Linked DNA regions of Xenopus laevis: region 2 is linked to region 1. Evidence: chromatin contacts called from public Hi-C data. All regions are on one chromosome and are shown on one strand. Each heading gives the region's core, a stretch centred on a gene start, on an enhancer-like site or on the middle of the called end of the contact. The rest is flanking DNA. Distances are from core to core; before and after follow the strand shown. Region 1 holds the start of arntl.S (aryl hydrocarbon receptor nuclear translocator like S homeolog). Region 2 overlaps LOC121393191 (a long non-coding RNA gene).

What was found. Hi-C and Micro-C count contacts between places; a contact is called where the count stands out from the background.
Region 2: a contact with region 1 is called in a Hi-C map of animal cap, with 9 times the contacts expected there. The contact joins the enhancer-like site here to the promoter of arntl.S in region 1. A contact is called at or near these places in 3 of 4 Hi-C or Micro-C datasets (the XL177 cell line, the XTC cell line and animal cap).

What each region holds. Positions count from the first base shown.
Region 1 is chr4S:19,108,116-19,113,479 of Xenopus_laevis_v10.1, reverse strand. arntl.S (aryl hydrocarbon receptor nuclear translocator like S homeolog) reads left to right here and starts at 3,627. Exons shown (of 18, transcript NM_001095555.1): 1 at 3,627-3,657.
Region 2 is chr4S:19,177,693-19,183,499 of Xenopus_laevis_v10.1, reverse strand. All of the region lies in intron 1 of LOC121393191 (a long non-coding RNA gene), which reads right to left. Among protein-coding and RNA genes, the nearest start is that of LOC121393191, 6.2 kb to the right of the region's middle. Within about 2 kb of position 3,114, at least 1 of the 7 cell types and tissues checked has an H3K27ac peak or open chromatin away from gene starts, as enhancers often do.

The DNA of each region.
Region 1 (5,364 bases), core at 2,378-4,877:
TTCTACAAAAGCAAACAGATATTAGATTTATTTAGAATGATTTAAAAACAAATAAAATGTAAGGTTAGTTTCAACAACCATACGGTTAGGCCCGTAAATCTTTGGACAGAGACAACTTTTTTCTAATTTTGGGTCTGTACATTACCACAATGAATTTTAAATGAAACAACTCAGATGCAGTTAAACTGTAGACTTGCAGCTTTAATTCAGTGGGTTGAACAAAAAGATTGCACAAAAACACAATCACTTCTTTTCAGGGGCTCAAAAGTAATTGGACAGTTGACTCAGAGGCTATTTCATGGGCAGGTGTGGGCAATTCCTTAGTTATGTCATTATCAATGAAGCAGATAGAATCCCTGGAGTTGATTTGAGGGGGGCTTGTATGTCAAAGATTTTGGTGTAAACAGACAACATGTGGAGCTCTCCATGCAGGTGAAACAAACCATCCTTAAGCTGCAAAAACCCATCAGAGAAATTGCTACAATATTAGGAATGGCAAAATCTACAGTTTGGTACATCCTGAGAAAGAAAGAAATCACTGGTGAACTCAGCAACGCAAAAAGACCTGGACGTCCACAGAAGACAACAGTGGTGGATGATCCCAGAATCATTTCCATGGTGAAGATAAACCCCTTCACAACAGCCAAACAAGTGAACAACACTCTCCAGGAGGTAGGTGTATCAATATCCAAGTCTACCATAAAGAGAAGACTGCATGAAAGTAAATACAGAGGGTGCACTGCAAGGTACAAGCCACTCATAAGCCTCAAGAATAGAAAGGCTAGATGGGACTTTGCTACAAAAAAAATCTAAAAAAGCCGGCACAGTTCTGGAAAAACATTCTTTGGACAAATGAAACCAAGATCAATCTCTTCCAGAATGATGGCAAAAAAAAATATGGAGAAGGCGTGGAACAGCTCATGATCCAAAGCATACCACATCATGTATAAAACATTTGGGAGGCAGTGTGATGGCTTGGGTGTGCATGGCTGTCAGTGGCACTGGGACACTAGTGTTTATCCATGATGTGACACAGGACAGAAGCAGCCGAATGAATTCGGAGGGGTTCAGAGACACTGTCTGCTCAAATCCAGCTAAATGCAGTCAAATTGATTGGGAGGTGGTTTCATAATGACCCAAAACATACAGCCAAAGCAACCCAGGAGTTTATTAAAGCAAAGAAGTGGAATATTCTTGAATGGCCAAGTCAGTCACCTGATCTGAACCCAATTGAGCTGCATTTCACTTGTTGAAGACTAAACTTCTGACAGAAAGGCCCACACACAGCGCCGATTATGGGGCTGCTGCCGCCTGAGGCAGCAGCCCAGATGCCACCCCCCTCCTCTCCCGCTCCATGCTTAAAAATTAGCGTCGGAGCGGGTTTCAGGGGGCAGTATCGCTAGTGCATTGAGCGCAATAGCGCTTTTTGCACTAGCGGAGCCGAATTTCCGGGTTAAAACCCGGAAGTTCGGCTCTTAAAGTTACAAGAGGCGGCTTTTTGCCACCCCTTGTAACTGGCCGCTCGCTGCCGCCTGAGGCAAGGGTTTCACCTTGCCTCATGGCAGAAGCGGCCCTGCCCACACACAAACAGCAACTGAAAGCCGCTGCAGTAAAGGCCTGGCAGAGCATTAAAAGGGAGGAAACCCAGAATCTGGTGATGTCCATGAGTTCAAGACTTCAGGCTGTCATTGGCAGCAATGGGTTTTCAACCAAGTATTAGAAATTAACATTTTATTTTCAGTTTTTAATTTGTCCAATTACTTTTGAGCCCCTGAAATAAAGTGATTGTGTTACAAAAGGCTTTAGTTCTTTACAGTTTTATGCAATCTTTTTGTTCAACCCACTGAATTAAAGCTGAAATCTGCAGTTCAACTGCATCTGAGTTGTTTCATTTAAAATTAATTGTGGTAAAGTACAGAACCAAAATTTTAAAAAAAGTTGTCTTTGTCCAAAGATTTATGGGCCTAACTGTAACTATTCTCCTGTCCTCTCAGCACCCATAACTATTCTCCTGTCCTCTCAGCACCCATAACTATTCTCCTTTCCTCTCAGCACCCATAACTATCCTCCTGTCCTCTCAGCACCCATAACTATCCTCCTGTCCTCTCAGCACCCATAACTATCCTCCTGTCCTCTCAGCACCCATAACTATCCTCCTGTCCTCTCAGCACCCATAACTATTCTCCTTTCCTCTCAGCACCCATAACTATCCTCCTGTCCTCTCAGCACCCATAACTATTCTCCTTTCCTCTCAGCACCCATAACTATGCTCCTTTCCTCTCAGCACCCATAACTATCCTCCTGTCCTCTCAGCACCCATAACTATTCTCCTGTCCTCTCAGCACCCATAACTATTCTCCTGTCCTCTCAGCACCCATAACTATGCTCCTTTCCTCTCAGCACCCATAACTATGCTCCTTTCCTCTCAGCACCCATAACTATTCTCCTGTCCCCTCAGCACCCATAACTATTCTCCTGTCCTCTCAGCACCCATAACTATGCTCCTTTCCTCTCAGCACCCATAACTATGCTCCTTTCCTCTCAGCACCCATAACTATCCTCCTGTCCTCTCAGCACCCATAACTATCCTCCTGTCCTCTCAGCACCCATAACTATTCTCCTGTCCTCTCAGCACCCATAACTATGCTCCTTTCCTCTCAGCACCCATAACTATCCTCCTGTCCTCTCAGCACAGATAACTATGCTCCCAGTAGTGTTACTCACAGACACTGTCGCTCTCTCCCATTACACATTGTGCAAACACTGGCCACTAGGGGCGCCAGACTGCTGGAAGATAAAGTAGATGAAGCCCCCGGGCAAAATTTCAGCGCCGACCTTTGCTCTCGTGTTCCAGACATAAATCTCTCTGCTCTGGGATCTGAAACATTTCAGCTGTGAGATATCCGATTGCTTTGTAACAATAGGAGAGGAGCCAACAGTGGGTGTCACTGGCACAAGCCAAGGAAATGCTGGAGCCCAATCAACTGTCAACAGAACAGAACCAGCCGCTGATTCGCTGAGAGAAATCCTTGGGCAACTCATTCTGCAGGAGGTTTAGTTTCTACATAAACACAGTGTGCAGCCAGGGGCTCAGTGATTGGGGGAGACACAAACCACCTGCAGATGGTGCAGCCCGGGTCAGAATTAGCTTAGTCCAGATGTCTCACCCATTGCTTGTGGGTATGTGAAGGCTGCGCATAAAGAAGGAGCTGTGGTTTGGGGGACGTCGGACACTGGGGGTATCTATCTGCTCTTTCTCTTTCCATATTGGGAACTTTTAATGCATTAATAAACATTAATCAGGGCTATATTTAGGTCTCCCGCCTCCTCCTTATGCGTAGCCATGAAACCGCCGTCTAATGCCACCACCAAGATGGCCGCTAAGAACGCTCCCCCATTTGTGTACCGCCATGGCTGCAGCTTGGTTTCTCGGAGTTTCTCATTGGATGACGTTGCTAGAGATGTTATGAAGTAGGAACGCGGCTCCTATTGGATATCACGGAATTGGATGGCTGTGATTGGCTGGCACTGACATCTAGGGTGCCTTCGAACGCCATTGGCTGGAAAGTAGGTTAGTGGTGCGACATTTAGTGAGGGCAGAAAGTAGGTCAGGGACGGGTAGCTGTGTCTCCTCCAGTTCCCTGCGTGCGCCTGACGGTGAGTGCTCCTCCTCCTCTGCTGCTGGCACACTGGGGTGGGGGGACCCCAAGCCTGGCCTTTGGCACTGATTTGCACAGCGCTGCCAGGGGCTCTGTTGGGAAGGTTTACTGGGAAACTGCCTGTGTGTGGGATTATCTGCTGGCAATGGCCACTGGGTCGCGGGGATACTGGGAAGCTGCACTTTTGTATTGCCAGTGTATGACCGGAATACTGGGAATGTCTGACAGGGATACTGGGAATGTGTAGTGGGAATGTCTGACAGGAGTACTGGGAATATCTGATCTGAATATAGGTATATTGGAAGTGTCTAGTGGGAATGTCCAACAGGAATACTGGGAATGTCAGACAGGAATACTGGAAATGTGTAGTGGGAATGTCTGATAAGAATACTGGGAATGTCTGATACGAATACTGGGAATGTGTAGTGGGAATGTCCGATAGGAATACTGGGAATAAGATACTGGAAGGCTGTTGTTAAGTACTGGGGCCCTGGGAATGGTTATTGGTATAAAGTGTTTACTGGGAGCCTTGGGTACTGGGATACTGACAGCGTTAAGTCAGAGAATGTGTGATGTCATGCTGGGAATGATTACATGGATACTGGAATTATATTTTGGCATACTGGGAATGTTTACAACTGGAATGTGTGTTTGGATATCTGTGAATAAAGAGAATACAGGAAATGTTTATACCCTGGAATATGTTTTTGCTTGGGATTTGGGAATATGGGCCAATTATCTGGAATACTGGGAAGTGGGAAATAATTGATGTTCTGGGAGCTTGGAAAGTGCATTGGCTCAAATGGGCAGTGGCGCCTGCAGAATTTTTATTGAATGTGATTGAATTGGATGCCGGATTTATCAGCAAGAGATCAGGTGTTTTACAGTCACATATGTTGCTCCCATGTAAATGGGCAATTATCAGGCTGCGAATTGGGAATGTGACCTCGGGTACATGGAAAAACATGGAATAATTGACAGCAATGGAAATATTTTGTCAGAGCTTCTGGATGTTACATTTCAGGAATTCTGAGACGGTGACTGGGAATATATCTGGGAAATAGCTATTATAATAGGAATAACAGACAAGCTGGGGGGAGAAGTAAGAGAAGTCCTGGGAACGGCAGCAGGTGATGGGATTTTATCAAAGTATATTGGGATTTTATTCCCTCCCAGATACTGGTCATTTATACTGGGACACTGGTTTGTGTAAGAAATGGAAATGGGGATATATAACTGCATATGTGATAGATTGCAAGCTGTTTGTAGCAGGGATTTCTGTTTAGTTGTAAGTATGGCATGAGAAGGGCAGCTGGGGCATGATATTACAGCTATTGCCCAAAATATGCCCCAGTGTGTGTGTGTATGGGGGGGCAGTATTTAAAAATATATTCAGGCATGTGGGTTTTTTTTTTTTTACTCTGAGCACATGGCACCTTTACATGGGGTAGGGGCACCACAACTCTGATTTGTACGATGAATCATATTTAAACCAGGTTAAATCCTTCATTTCCATGCACGCCGCCGGTCACACTGGTTTCCATGCAGCCATGAGATACGTCAGCGTCATTAATTACTAATCAGCCATTTCCTATGCGTCAGGGATTGAAGTGTTGAGTGGCAGATGAAGGCGAGTCATGAATTACATGTAACAAATTGATTTTACCTCAAAACACAGACAAAGGTTTCCCGGCCCTGAGAGCTT
Region 2 (5,807 bases), core at 1,865-4,364, 71 kb before region 1:
AAGATAAACCGTATTATTGAGCCTTCTTCCTGTTTTCCCGAAACGGTTTCCCAGTCCAGAGCATCTGGACTTCGCTGTTCGCTGTACCAAGTAACATTCCGTAGTCGCGACAGAGGATCCAGGAAGTGTATAGACGCATGTGGAATAGGAGGCCACCGAAAGGACCACAAACTGGGCTGCACTGTGAATAAGCACCTACATGCTATTAAGTAGTAACTAAGCGGGGAACCTGTGTCTATATTGCAGCAGTGTACAATTTGCTCTCTTTTTTGTCTTGTGTCTCGGAGGTTGAGCGGCAAGGTGCTGTGTGTCCGGAGGGAGAGAACGGCAACCGATTTACTAGCTGAGAGGCACTTGATCTAAGAGACATCAAAGGTGTTCTGACAAAGAGGGACTTAGAATTTGGTGGAATTTTTATTACAGGAAGCGCCTACAGTCCTAAACCCTCCATCTTCTTGCCTTTCCAAAAATCTGTGCCCCCGCCATCTTCTCCCGTTTTTCCAATCCCCATGCCCTCTTCATCTTCTCCCCTCTTCTTTCCCAATTCCAGTGCCCCCTCCATCTTCTCCCCTCTCCCAATCCCTGTGCTCTCTCCATCTTGTTCCCTCTCCTTTCCCCATCCCAGTGCCCCCTCAATCTTCTCCCCCTCTCCTTTCCCAATCCCCGTGCCCTCTCCATCCTAATCCTAATGCCCTGTCCATTTTCTCCCCTCTCCTAACCCCAGTGCCCTCTCCATCTTCTCCCCTCTCCTAATCCCAGTGCCCCCTCAATCTTCTCCCCTCTCCTTTCTTAATCCCAGTGTCCTGTCCATTTTCTCCCCTCTCCTAATTCCAGTGCCCCCTCAATTTTCTACCCTCTCCTTTCCCAATCCCAGTGCCCCCTCAATGTTCTCCCCCCTCTCCTTTCCCAATCCCCGTGCCCTCTCCATCTTCTCCCCTTTCCCAATCCCAGTGCCCCCTCAATCTTCTCCCCTCTCCTTCCCAATCCCAGTGCCCCCTCAATCTTCTACCCTCTCCTTTCCCAATCCCCATGCCCTCTCCCCTCTCCTTTTTCAATCCCAGTGTCCTATCTTCTCCCAGCTCCTTTCCCAATCCCCATGCCCCCTCCCCTCTCCTTTCCCAATCCCAGTGTCCTATCTTCTCCAAGCTCCTTTCCCAATTTCTGTGCCCCCTGCATCTTCTCCCCTCTCCTCATCTCTGTGCCTTGTTATGTCTTATGTGACAATAAAGGAGTTCATGGGAATATAATACAGATATGGGCACTGTTATTATTTTTTTATAACTTGAAAATCTCATTATAACAAAAAAAAAACAAAACATTCATTGTGGAGTTCTAGAAACTGGTTACAATGAGGGGGGTGGTCATAAAGAAGCACTACGAGTGCACATCTTGTTATTAATAATAACTACCGAGAATTCCCTATGTTTAAAGTGACACCAGACACTTGGAGGGACACAAATACTTTATATTCAAAGGGACACTATCTTTTTTGGGATCAGCTGTTTTCTTTCTACTATTTTTACTGTTTCACACAGTGTCTGCTCCACTTACAGGTCAAGCTAAAAGTTACACCTTTATTCCCCATTGGCAATATTATCAAATGCCCACTAGGTGACAGACGTGTCTAATAATTCAATCGAGGTGTGGAAGGTACAACTCCCGGCTACTTAGGAATCGGATAAAAAAAGAGGGACACCGCATGGATTTAACTTGCACCCAGGGAGTTTAGGTGGAATAATCCATTTATCAGCCTGGGACTGGGCTTATTTTCTCAACAACTGGGAAATGAGATAAAGTCTGAGAGTTGTTATCTCATCCAAGGTCACTTTTTATATCCCAACTTCCTGCTCTGTGTTAAGGAACTGCCACCTGTCTGGATCTGATTGGGACAGTCTGGTATTCCCGGTGCTGTATCAATTTGGGGGCTCATAGGTATTGGGGTATTATGAGGCTCTATAATCATTTAACTTGGGTGCTGATTTTGCCTTTGGGTTCCAGGCTTCAGCAAGGGGTGGCATAGAATAGACACAGACGGGGGGGGAAGTCCCAAGCCTGGGAAATGCCAATAATATGATATTTAGTTGCACTTAAAGGCACAGTGACACCTCACTGACAACTTCTGTTTCTTTGGCCTTTGATCTCCATAAAAAGAAAACAGTGACGGTTACAACGATGAGTCATTAATTGCCCCCATAGGGAAGTGGGATCCAAGGAGCCCTCCTTAAATTCCCTGACTACAAACACAATGAGTAACTGTTCTGTGGAACCAGCCGGTGACTTATCCCTGGAGACATCACAGGACAAGTTACACCTGGAGTTGGATGAGCCATGGGGCAGCCAAGGGTTACAGTAGGATTTACTCACAAGAGCTCACAAACTATCTAGGTCCTACAGTCTCCCTCTTGCCTACTGTTTCCATCTTGCGCTACTGTCCCCCCTTGCCCTGCTGTCTCCATCTTGTCCTACTGTCTCCATCTTGCCCAGCTGTCTCCATCTTGTCCTACTGTCTCCATCTTGCCCTGCTGTCTCCTTCTTGTCTTGCTGTCTCCATCTTGCCCTGCTGTCTCCAGCTTGCCCTGCTGTCCCCACCTTGCCCTGCTGTATCCATCTTTCCCTACTGCCTCCATATTGTCCTACTGTCTCCATCTTTCCCTACTGTCTCCATCTTGCCCTACTGTCTCCATCTTGCCCTACTGTCTTCATCTTGCCGTACCTGCTATTATCATTCCCCTACCAACAGCAGCAGCTCTATGGAGAGCCAATAAACTCCCCGCAGAGAGCAGTGTATTTCTATACAAGAGGGATACTGCATTGGCATGCAAATGATGGGACCCCAATTTACTACCATGCCAAGGGCCCATTCCATCTCTTCCTCTAATACAACAATGCTGAAGCAGACAGAGAGTAACTCGTGCTAATCACACAGTAGGAGTGACTGATATTCACCCACAGATTGGCTGTAACAAAGGGCGGCATCACACAGTTGGCAGGCATCGTTCCTGGGCATCTAAATATTTTATCGCCAGGGTATCAAGTGACTGGTGGATCAGGAAAGTGAAGACGCTATCAGACTCATCACGTTCACCTGAATGTGTCTTGCTGGGACAAATTGCCCTACTTGCTTATTACAATACAGCAAATCACCATTACCTGCCTCCATTGGGTGACGGAGATTCGGTGACTGAAACCGCCAATGAGTTTCATGTCTGCTCCTCATTGGATGTTGGTAATTCATTTCTGCATCTGTGAGCATGGGTACATATATAGTCTGTGTAGATGCCCAGGGGCCCTGCATGGTACAGGGGCCCTCAGCAGTCCATACAACTCTCAAGTCAGCAGAACCCACACAGCAGGAGGGGGTAAATCTTTAAAACCCCTGCGGATTCCATCTATCATGAAAAAACATTCATTCCTGGGGGAAAGAAAATAATCCCTGATCCATCAGAGCCACCCCGACACCAAGAGAAAGAATGGGCCCCGCAGGCACTTCCCTGGGACTCAATGCAGCTCTCAGACCAGGAAAGCTCTTTTAAATAACAACAAGATCACATTGCAGAGGGCCATGAAGGGACAAGGGCTCCGCTGGATTGAGCGGCTGATGGATGGGGAGGGCCGACATGTGGGGATAAACTCCCTATTATCCCTATGTTAATGTGTAAATCAAGCTGCCCTTGTGCCGTTCCAATAAACAAAATCCAGTCCAGATGGGGATCATTTTATCACATAACCACCCTGCTTAACATAATCTTTAACTGGGATGTTATATTCAGTCTCATACGGGTTTACGATTTGCTTTGTTTTAAAGGTTCGGTGGTTTTGTTGGCTCTGTCACTGCTGAGTCTCTGTAGTTCTTCTCTCCCAGCTAAGGGTAACTTAAGCTGCCACGTGCCTCGACAGACTTGATCCTGAATGAACATCACTGCCATAAAGCAAGATTAACGCCAGAAAGAAAGGTGCAACCACAAGGGGCTCTGTACCCCACTTTATAAGCAGTGTCAGGCTGTGACTTTTGTGGCCCATTTTCAAATACCATTTTGCATAAATTATATTTTTCTTTGATTCTATGCACTAAAGATTAAGATACTGACAAAGAACAAGGGAAGAGCTCAACCGCCCGGGGGGGAGGGGAACGTTGTGTTTTAGGCAAATTTCATTAATTAAAGTCATAATGAAAAAAAAGTCCATTATTTCATAGAGAAAACGTATAGAGGCTTGTACTATGTGTGGTTTGTGGAGGGGGGGAGGAATTCTTCAGTAATTAAAATGTACCTGGTGTGCAATATTCTTAGTAATTTATGGAAAATATTTGCGGGCAATGGTGTTGTCTTCTTGGGGCAAACAATATATCCCATTGTCAGGCCTCCTACAGCAGCTTTTCCTCTCCCATTAGAGGGTCACATTTGAATTTTAAAAAGTGCAGTGGTTTTGTTAGCTCTGGCTTTTGCTAAGCTTTCTTATCAACAAGGTTTTCCTCCCATATGTCCTGTAAGACAGGGCTAATGCAGAGTTACTTGTCCTTTAACAATAGCCAAAGGCTGGGATCTGTGGAAAGAACCGGGTGGCCCCTTAAGAGCCTCTGATGGGACTAATCACTCGGCAATAAAACTACCAATGGCTTAACAGGCATTTTCTTTCCTCCCACAATTGTTGTAGCTGCCGCCTCTTTAAAGCAGATTGTGTTACCCACTTAGACAACCTGTGCCAAAGAGCTCATTTCCTTCTCAGTGTCCAGCGGAGAGAGGGGGCCGTGTTATGCGAGAGATCCTGAAAGAACCCGTTTTGTTCCGAGCTTTGGGAACAAAGGGAGAGAGAAAGAGAGCGCACACTCTCACTGCCAGCAGCACCCATCTGACTCCCATAGAGTGTCCCCGTTTTGGTGAGAACGCCGGACTTTCATGGGACTCAACACATAGAACAAAAGGCGCTTCTGTGAACTTGAGTGCTCCCCTCTCCATTCACAGATCTCAAGAGCTGGCCGGCTCACAATGCGTCTGTAACGGATCAGATTTATCTTCTAACACTCGTCCCCGAAAGGCTGGGAGACTGGGTCCAGCTTGGGTCTTAATAGTTCTGTCTTCTGTCGTATTAAAGGTTCAGATTTCAGACTTTGGTGTAATTCAAAGGATATATGGGTTTGTTTGTCCTGACCCAGCCACTCTCACAGCTAAGATCCCCCCCAAGCAGGGTAGCAAATGCAAATGAGCCTTCCAGATAAAGGGAACTAATCCTTCCCTGTCATGTGAGACTAAAGCTGGCCATAGACGCAAAGATCCGATCGTACGAATTAAGGATTCGTACAATTTTCGGACTGTGTGTGGAGAGTCCCAACATTTTTCGTCCGGCGGAGATCAGTCGTTTGGTCGATCAGGTTAGAAAACTTCTGCATGTATTGCCGATCTGACGATTTTCAGTGGGAGACTGTCACTAGCTTTTGTCGGACATAACTTTCATGCGATTGCTGTCAGGGGCAGCACATCGGCTGATCTGTTCTTTTTCTACTTTATTTGATCTGAATAGTTAGTTGCAGGTCGGGAGATGGGGAAGTTCGATCGTTCCAGAATTCATACGATCGGATCTTTGCGTCTATGGCCAGCTTAATGCTCTGATCTTTAAGTGTATATGGAGCAAGGCATCCAGGGTCCGACTGGGCCTGCGGGACACCAGGAAAAATCCCGGTGGACCTGCTCCCCTGATAAGCGCAGTGCTCATGCACATGAGTGGGAGCCATAGTGTAAAAATGGGGGGGGGGGAGGCCCAGTGACTGCCAGGAGGGCCCTTTGGGTTGCAGTCCCGGTGGGCCCCCAATG